Regions from separate parts of the Danio rerio genome. Here region 1 is linked to region 2. Evidence: chromatin contacts called from public Micro-C data. All regions are on one chromosome and are shown on one strand. Each heading gives the region's core, a stretch centred on a gene start, on an enhancer-like site or on the middle of the called end of the contact. The rest is flanking DNA. Distances are from core to core; before and after follow the strand shown.

What was found. A called contact is a pair of places that touch in the nucleus more often than the background predicts.
Region 1: a contact with region 2 is called in a Micro-C map of caudal fin, with 16 times the contacts expected there. The contact joins the enhancer-like site here to the promoter of efnb2a in region 2. A contact is called at or near these places in 2 of 18 Hi-C or Micro-C datasets (caudal fin and an unstated tissue) and 2 of 4 datasets of contacts at active chromatin or transcription factors (caudal fin and embryo).

The regions. Positions count from the first base shown.
Region 1 is chr9:28,707,411-28,711,766 of GRCz12tu, forward strand. The region is part of intron 2 of LOC141376140 (a long non-coding RNA gene); the gene reads right to left. It also overlaps a transcript of LOC141376138 not described here. Among named protein-coding and RNA genes, the nearest start is that of gtpbp8, 290 kb to the right of the region's middle. Within about 2 kb of position 2,966, at least 10 of the 62 cell types and tissues checked have an H3K27ac peak or open chromatin away from gene starts, as enhancers often do.
Region 2 is chr9:27,729,273-27,733,609 of GRCz12tu, forward strand. It overlaps efnb2a (ephrin-B2a), which reads left to right and starts at 2,268. Exons shown (of 5, transcript NM_131023.1): 1 at 2,268-2,380. The coding sequence starts at 2,268.

The DNA.
Region 1 (4,356 bases), core at 1,716-4,215, 980 kb after region 2:
CTTTATCCAAAGACCTGAGGAGATTTCTCTTTTTGTGAAAGACTTGTGAATAGGAGATTATTCTGCTTCTCCAATAAGGTAGGAAATTAGATATAACAGAAAAGTGGATGATGTGTTGATGATTGACAGGGCTCATAACTAAGCAACACAGCAATCTCTTAACAAGGAAGTAGTATGTCCCAAATCTTGCATGCTCTTCTGTTAAACACTCAAAAGTATATATTTTTCCTTCACAAAAAAAGGTACATACCTTTAGGGCGTAGTATAAGTATGCGAATTAGAATGCAGCACAAGTGTGTCTTTTAGGCCATTAGATCCCCACACTAACAAATATCGTCATTTGTTGATTGAAAATATGTTATTCCACTCAAATGTGATTTGTAAAGTTTCCTCGAGGTAAAACATTGGTATTGTGTGTCACCTTATATATAAAATATGCCCTAAATGATGACATATTTCTTTTTCATTTGTTAGAAATAGAACTGTGATGTGCTTGACGCATTTGTTTTGCTGGTTTTGAAATGCCTGGAAGACCAGCGCTGTTTTTTGTGGATTAGAGTCTTGAGCGGTTAATATCTATTTTATCCTTTAATGACAGCTAATCCAGACCGATCATTAAGAGCCATGCACTCAAGTCCCCGTGACATTCTTCAATTTTCTAATTAAAAGTGTAACAGGGGGTCTTCAATAAGGATATGTTCAGGGTTACAATAAAACACAGCTTATCTGAACAGCAGGGTCTCAAGAGCCAGTCTAGCATTCAGAATAAAGGTTTTTGATAAAAATGCAGGCAATATCACTTATTATATTATACTATATCCTGACATATTGATATAATTTTGATGGCATGTCACTAGTGATTGCATTTTATTTGAAGTTTTTAGATAATAAACTATTCATTCATTCATTCATTTTCTTGTCGGCTTAGTCCCTTTATTAATCTGGGGTCGCCACAGCGGAATGAACCGCCAACTTATCCAGCACGTTTTTTTTACGCAACGGATGCCCTTCCAGCCGCAACCCATCTCTGGGAAAATAATAAACTATAATAAAATCTAATATTTAATGCAATTTAATAATTTAGAGAAAACACTCATTTTACACACATAAATATTTTATGGTAAATGACAATGAATTATCAACAATTTTCCCTTTCTTGATTTTTTTCTCCCACAAATGCTATTTTAAATACAGTATTAAAGACTTTAGCTGGATTTAACATAAAATGGATGTATATAAAATGAAGTCAGATTTATTAGCCCCCAGTGAATTATTCCCCCCCCTGCTTATTTTTTCCTCAATTTCTGTTTAATAGAGTGAAGATTTTTTTCAGCACATTTCTAAACAGTTCTAAATAGTTTTTATAACTAATTTTTAATAACTGATTTCTTTTATCTATGCCATTATGACAGTAAATAATATTTTACTTGATATTTTTAAGACACTTCTATACAGCTTAAAGTGACATTTAAAGGCCTAACCAGGTTAATTAGGCTTACTAGGCATGTTAGGTTAATTAGGTGAGTTATTGTATAATGATGGTTTGCTCTGTAGAAAAATCTAAAAAATATAAAAGCTGCTATAAAAATTTACCCTAAAAAATAAAATTAAATTAAAACTGCTTTTATTTTAGCTGAAATAAAACAAATAAGACTTTCTTCAAAAGAAAAAAATATTATCAGACATACTTTTGAAAATTTCCTTGCTGTGTTAAACATCATTTGAGAAATATGTGAAAAAAAGTCTAATTTCAATTGTAGTTTTTAACATATATTTTTACATAAATGCTTTAAATTGTGTTATTTGCATTGCATTTTAACATGTCTCTTTACATATTCTTAAAACTTGAAAAAAAAAAACACATTTTTGCTCACTTTGGCTGAAATGTGTTTTTTAATATTTCAATAATTAATTGATTAACAAACATTTTATTTAGATGTTTAACTTTACACTGTAAAACCCAAAAAGTTAAAGTAACTCAAACCATTTGAGGGAAACCAATTGCAATAAACCATTTAAGTTCAAAAACTAATCCTAATGAGTACTGTGAACTTAATCCATTTGAGTAAATGAAGCAATTTGAACACAGTAAAGCCGAATGAAGAATACTCAAACCAACTGAGTACTGTAAAACCCAAAAAGTGAGGAAAACCATTTGAGGAAACCGATTGCTAAAACCATTTGATTGAAAAAAATAAAAAATAAATGCAAAATGTATATGAGTACTGTGAACTTACTCCATTTACTGTATGTTGAAGTAAGGAGGTATTTAACTCTTAAGTCATTACCTTCAACACTGAGTTCAAAACTCTTTTCAAATGAGTTGAATTAACTTTCAGTAAATTTTAAGTTAACTACAGTACACTCATTTCATTCAATAAAGGTAACTTTTGGGTAGGTTTTACAGTGTAATAATAATCAGCTTGGTAAAACAATGCAGCAAAAGTTTTATCAAACCTGAAAATTCCAGCGTATAGTCTGAATTCTCTATTTAAAATTTCAAATAAAAATCTATAGGTTGAGACATAAAAAAAAATAAAAAATAAATAAACTATTTTCAGTTTTCTGTGGTTGTATTTCTGCACGAAACTTCACTTTGTCTTATTGAGCATCTTTACCACAGTCATTTTAAACCTATTTGCAATCCCTTGATTGCGCCTTTACTTTATTACCAAAAAGGCACACATTTTGTACGGTAATGAACTTTGAACTTCTCCTCCTGTCAGAAGAGTTTGGGACAATCCAGATTGACCGCGTGTTTTTGGGGGTAGAAGCTGATTGGCACGGGCCGCATTATCCCGCTTTCTTGTTGTAATTTCATGCGTCTCAATCCCAGCCGCAGACCACAACATGGGACCAAGAATTTCGGCAAGGGTCAGAATGTCAGGATTAATTCGAAGGGGTAGGAAAAGAAAAGAAGAAAAAAAAACTGGAACACCCCCACTCCCCGCCTGTGTTCATCTACACCAGCTGTTGCCCTGTTGCTATTCCAGGCCGAAGGGAAATGGATCTAAAAGGCCCTGGCAGATGATGCAGCTATGAGATTATTACCATGCTGCTTACACACACACACACACACACACACACACACGTACACAATACTGCCCTCCGCTTGCACAGCAATCAACCTTCATGTCAGAGTATGTAGTCCTGATTAAATGTCCATGACGAGCTCTGTAACCCGCATCATCTTCTTTTTCAATATTTCAAAAATCGAGAGCAAGAGCATAAAAAAGTCACGCCATGTGATATTATTTAAATAAAACAATACAAATCTGAAATATCAGCATTTTTCTGTTTGGAGGTCATGTCAACATCATTTTACAGGATAATGAATGCTATTTTTTTTGTTTTTTTGAAATATAATGAACTTTATTTTATAGCAATTTATAATTGGCATACAGTATAATGGATTTAGTAAAAATATTTATCACACAAATATTTGTTGCATTTAGTTAGATGTACAGTTGAAGTCAGAATTATTAGCCCCCCCCTGAAATATTAGCCCCCTGTTTTTTTTTTTTGTTTTTTTTTTCCAATTTCTGTTTAACGGAGGGAAGATTTTTTTCAGCACATTTCTAAACATAATAGTTTTAATAACTCATTTCTAATAACTGATTTATTATATCATGATGACAGTAAATAATATTTTACTAGATATTTTTCAAGACGTGACTTTTTATACAGCCTTAAGTGACTTTTAAATACTTAACTAGATTAATTAGGTTCACTGGGCAAGATAGTGCAATTAGGCAGTTATTGTATAATGATGGTTTGTTTTGTAGACTGTCGAAAAAGAAATTAGATTAAAGGGGCTAATAATTTTGTCCCTAAAATGTTTTTTTTAAAAGTTAAAAACAGTTTTTTTTTTTTTTTTCTAGTCAAAATAAAACAAATAAGACTTTCTCCAGAAAAAAAAAAATATTATCAGACATACTGTGATTTTTTTTTTTTTTTTTTGCTCTGTTAAACATAATTTGTTAAATATTTTAAAAATTTCATTTGAAAGTTTTAGAATTTTTTAAATGTATTACTATGTTTGTAGTGTATGTTAGTATAATTTCTATATTATTTGAATTGACAAATGGATTTAGTTTCAGTCACTGTACTTATGAAAATGTTGTTAAGGAAAGGCAGCTACAATAAAAAAAAAAAGATTTATACACTCAAAAAATATATTTTTGAATTAAAATTATGTGAAACAACCCAATTTTTGAGATTTCATTGGGACAACTTATTATTATTATTATTTTTTTCAATCCACATAAATATGTTAAAAGTACTTAATCGATTTGTGTTGGGACAACATTAATTAATTGTGTGGAACCTTACATTTTTTAAGGTGTGGTATTTACT
Region 2 (4,337 bases), core at 1,018-3,517:
TCGCACAATAACATCAAGCCCGCATTATGCGAAGACAAATAGACGTCATAATCAGGCAATCGGCGTTTCTTTGAGGTAACGCGTTAATAAAGCGCTTCATTAACGCACAGTAATGCTTCAGTCAGTGTATTCAGCATGTGTAGTGTGTTAATTATGGCTTCGATATGTGGAATCTGCTCGTTTGATGGTCTCTTAAAGCAACACAACAATACACACCGATATCAGTGAATATACGCTGATTCAATTACAGCCTTTAGAAAGTGTGAATGCTTTCACACCGGCTTTCCTTCACACTTGCTTTCTAATTTAGTTTTAGACGTGCTGTTTCCTTAAAGCCGGACATGGCGTATACATGCATTTCATTAAGTTGTTTAATTATGGCGTTTAACAACTTGCTTATTATAATTATAATATTATAGACTACAATATAAATAGTCATTAATATAGTGCATAAAAGACGTTTAAAAAGCAGTTTTAAATATAATTGCATAAGACTACAACAATTATCCCATATTTAGGATATCAAATTTTTTTTACAAATACTTAAATATGTTTATAATAATATCTAATATACTTAGTTCATAATATAAAACAATTTATAGCATACTGTATTAGTTTTTGTTTATATACATATTTGTATTACCTGATTTGCTATCATACATATAGGCTAATTTTATATTTTACTTATTTTGATTAAATTTAAATATAAAAATGTGTTTGATTTAAAAAAATACTGTAAATATAAACATAATAAATATACTTTGACACTGGACCACACAGCAACTTTGTTGCCTAAGGCCTTTATCCTAATTTTCTCTGAACAAAATGAAGTAAATAATTGTGACATTTGGTCAAATATTAAATATTGAACAATACAAATGTGGTTTTAAATTGCTGTAATTATTATTTTATCTATTTATATCTATAAAGCGTTTAAATAAGTTGAAAAGTCAAATGTACTTACTTGAAAGCATGAGTTTGGTTGTTCATGACCGCTAGTGGGCGCTGTTGACTGCTGAATGAATCCCTCACGCCTTCAGCAGGCGCTTTCTGTCGACCTCAACCTAAATAAATGCCTTTATTTTAGGATTATTGGCCAGGCGGGATATGGAATCTACCTTTGCATATGCATAGTAACACATATAACCAAATAATTATTTTTTAATAAAGTATGATAAAATAAAGAAAACAAATTGATTACAAATCTAATGCACAATGAATGTAGGTAGTAGGCAATATTGTGTACTCTCTAGTACCTAGTAGTTATTGGTGTTTCTGAAACACATATTCTACCACGAGTTCTCTTTGAAATGCTTAAATGTCATTAATCCCCGGGAACTGAAAACTGGGTTGGCGACCTGAAGTCCGATATATTCTCTCATTGCTCGACCAGTCGCCGTGCGACCGCTTGATTGACAGGTTTCTCTCCTCGACCAAACCTATCCAATGAGAGAGCAGGTGGGAGGAGCGAGCGAAAAACTCGCTCTGACAAATATTCCGCGTGGTAGACGCTCGCAGCTACTTGCAGTACAGACTCGCGCAGAGAACGGAGCAGTCCCGCAATTCACGCGCACAGCATTTCAATCCGGACCTGCAGGGTTCGAGCCGCAGCTGTTCTCTGCTACTGTGCGGGTTCCACGGCGACCAATGAGAACTTTCATTTGACTTCATCGCTTCATTTTTATTTTATTTTTATTTTCAACCATTAGCCATTCTTATTATTTCGCTCCATTCCAATAGGCTACAGTTGTTTCATTCTTGTTCATCTTTTTCCATTCATTTTGGAAACTCCGGTGTGTCCTGTACCCCCTCGTTTGCCTATTCGGAATACCTCGCATTTGGAATTGGTACCTGCTTGGCTTGTTATCCACACCGAGGGATTAACTTCATGTCTCCACGGACATCAAGTACCACGGCGGCGACGACAAGGGTCGCCTTCCTGTGAGGAATGTACGTGCTGCCCACGGCCGGTTGAACGGAGAGGGCTTCACTCAGTCTGTCGTACAGGCTATTTTACCGAATGAGAAACTGCATGCTGTCCGCGGTGCTGCTCTCTCTCATCTCGAGCAGGACTAATAGAGGAGTAGCTCTTCCCACCTGGATGGTTCATTTCTAACCGGGCTCCTATTCAGCATTTTTTATACTTTCTCTCCAGGAACGGGGATATTGAGTTTGGATTGTCACAGCCAGCACTCCACAAGACCTTTTTTTTTTCAAATTAGAAATTCCCGCGAAACGGAATTTGACCGTAACGGTCGTGACGGACCATGGGCGACTCTTTGTGGAGATATTACTTTGGAGTTTTAGTGATCGCGTGCAAGGTGAACCTGTCCCGCGCGCTCATCCTGGACTCCATATACTGGAACACCACGAACACCAAGTAAGTGCGCGAGGCGGCAAAGCTCCGTCAGTCACATCTAACCCTCTCCCACTGCTTTAGAGCGACATTTAGACTCTGAAAGAGGGCGATGTCGGTGAAATAGTGTACACTCAAGCAGGATAAATGAGTTTGTATGGCGACAACTCGTTCATTTAGCATTACTGTAAATAAAAATGATTAGCGTTAGCAGTTGATGTGGATGGAGGCGAGTGACGCGTTGTTTCCAGTCACAGATGTTCAGGAGTTTATGATTAATAATCAAGCCTCCTTTCGCAGTTATCAATAGGTTCTCGTACTAACTATTAAATTTAAGGCAGAAATATGTAATAGTGATGTTAATAATAATAGTTTTGAATGGCCGCACAGGACCTCCAGACAACTCGAGAGGGTTTGTTGGTGCAGTTGTTTCATGATCATGACACGGAATAATGGCGACAAAACAATTGAAGGCATTTATTAAAATTGACTTTCATGGTTATATAGGCAAATATGAAACGCTAATTGTACAAATGTTGGTTGAATGTCCAACAGTCATATTTATTTGGGCGGCGTAAGGTTAGGCCCAAAGTCCTTTTCGTTAACTTACCTCAGAAGTGTTTGTGTGACTCGCCAATCACACCCCTGAGGCAGAATATCAGACACTGGAACAGGTTTTAGATATGTAAGATTTTTATTTAGCTTCGCTGTCTGTTTAATATGCCTCCTGTTTATTCTAGTTTTCAGGCGTGATTAACAATCCTAGGTATTAGAGTAATCGTGTGTAGCATACATTTCCCTTTAAATTTTGATTAATCTCCTAAACAACATTTTTTCCCTAAACATTAAAAGCAGTCGCATCCAAAAGGCGTCTCTGTTTCCCCAGTGACTGTAAAGTCAGTAGTGAAAATGTAAAGATGAGCACAAGCGAAGCACATCGGCGCTGAATCATGCATTAAAACATGGAAACATCAAGTAACGCTGAAATCCGAAGGGGTCTCGTGCCCGCGCGGGAGTCTGGAGCGCTTCTTGCAGAAACTCTATCTGTGCTCGTTTAATAATTCAACTTTCGCTCTCGGCCCGTTTTTTTCATACAGAGAAAGAAACCTTTCTTTTACCCCTGCACGTACGGGGCAAGGGTGCAGATAGTCCGCATAACAGGTGTCCTGTGCTGATAATCGCAGTCTTTTTACGTACAGGTAGTGGAGCGGCTTCTGTGGTCCTTCGGCGCCGTCGCGAGCGTCCTTAAGCACGTTAATTAATAAGAGTGTAATTGATCTAAAAGGCTTTGCTCTTCACAGAATGCGCTGCAGTTGCTTATGTTAGAGGAACTCAAGTCTCTTCAGTTAAGATTTGCTAGATTATGTATTTATTTGTTGAATAATTGATTGAACTTAATAAAATAAATAAATAAAAACAGCTAATAATAAAAATAGCCAATTGCAACAATTGCCTAGGTCTAAATTATTCTACCTTGCATATTATTTTTAAAATTTTACTTTAGAAATATGCGTTGTTCTCACTGAATTTGTTGGAAATTTAGTCGTGAAGGCCAGAAATTAAATAAATAAATAAATAAATGGATGACGTGTTAGATTCAGTTTTGCTGAATGTGCTCGTGACCACCGGCCCACTCCACTTAACCTACTTTTTCATTGCTCTACAATTATTCTTTTAGGTTTTTTAATGTAGTCTAGTGAACTTTAATAATTAAAACTACTAATGTTTTAATCATCTTTCAATATGCCACTTTGATCAATGTGGATGACTGATTAAAAGTCATAAAAAAGTCTTAGACATTATTTACATTTATTTATTACTGAGTTTTAATATATGTACAGTTTATCACATATTTAAAAACAACTTTTCTAGAGTACTATACCTTTTTGTAGCATAACAACAATTTTTTTTTAAAGATTATTATTACTTTGCACACTATTGAAAAACCGTTAAACAAAATGTCTTATCCAGTTTGAGCTGT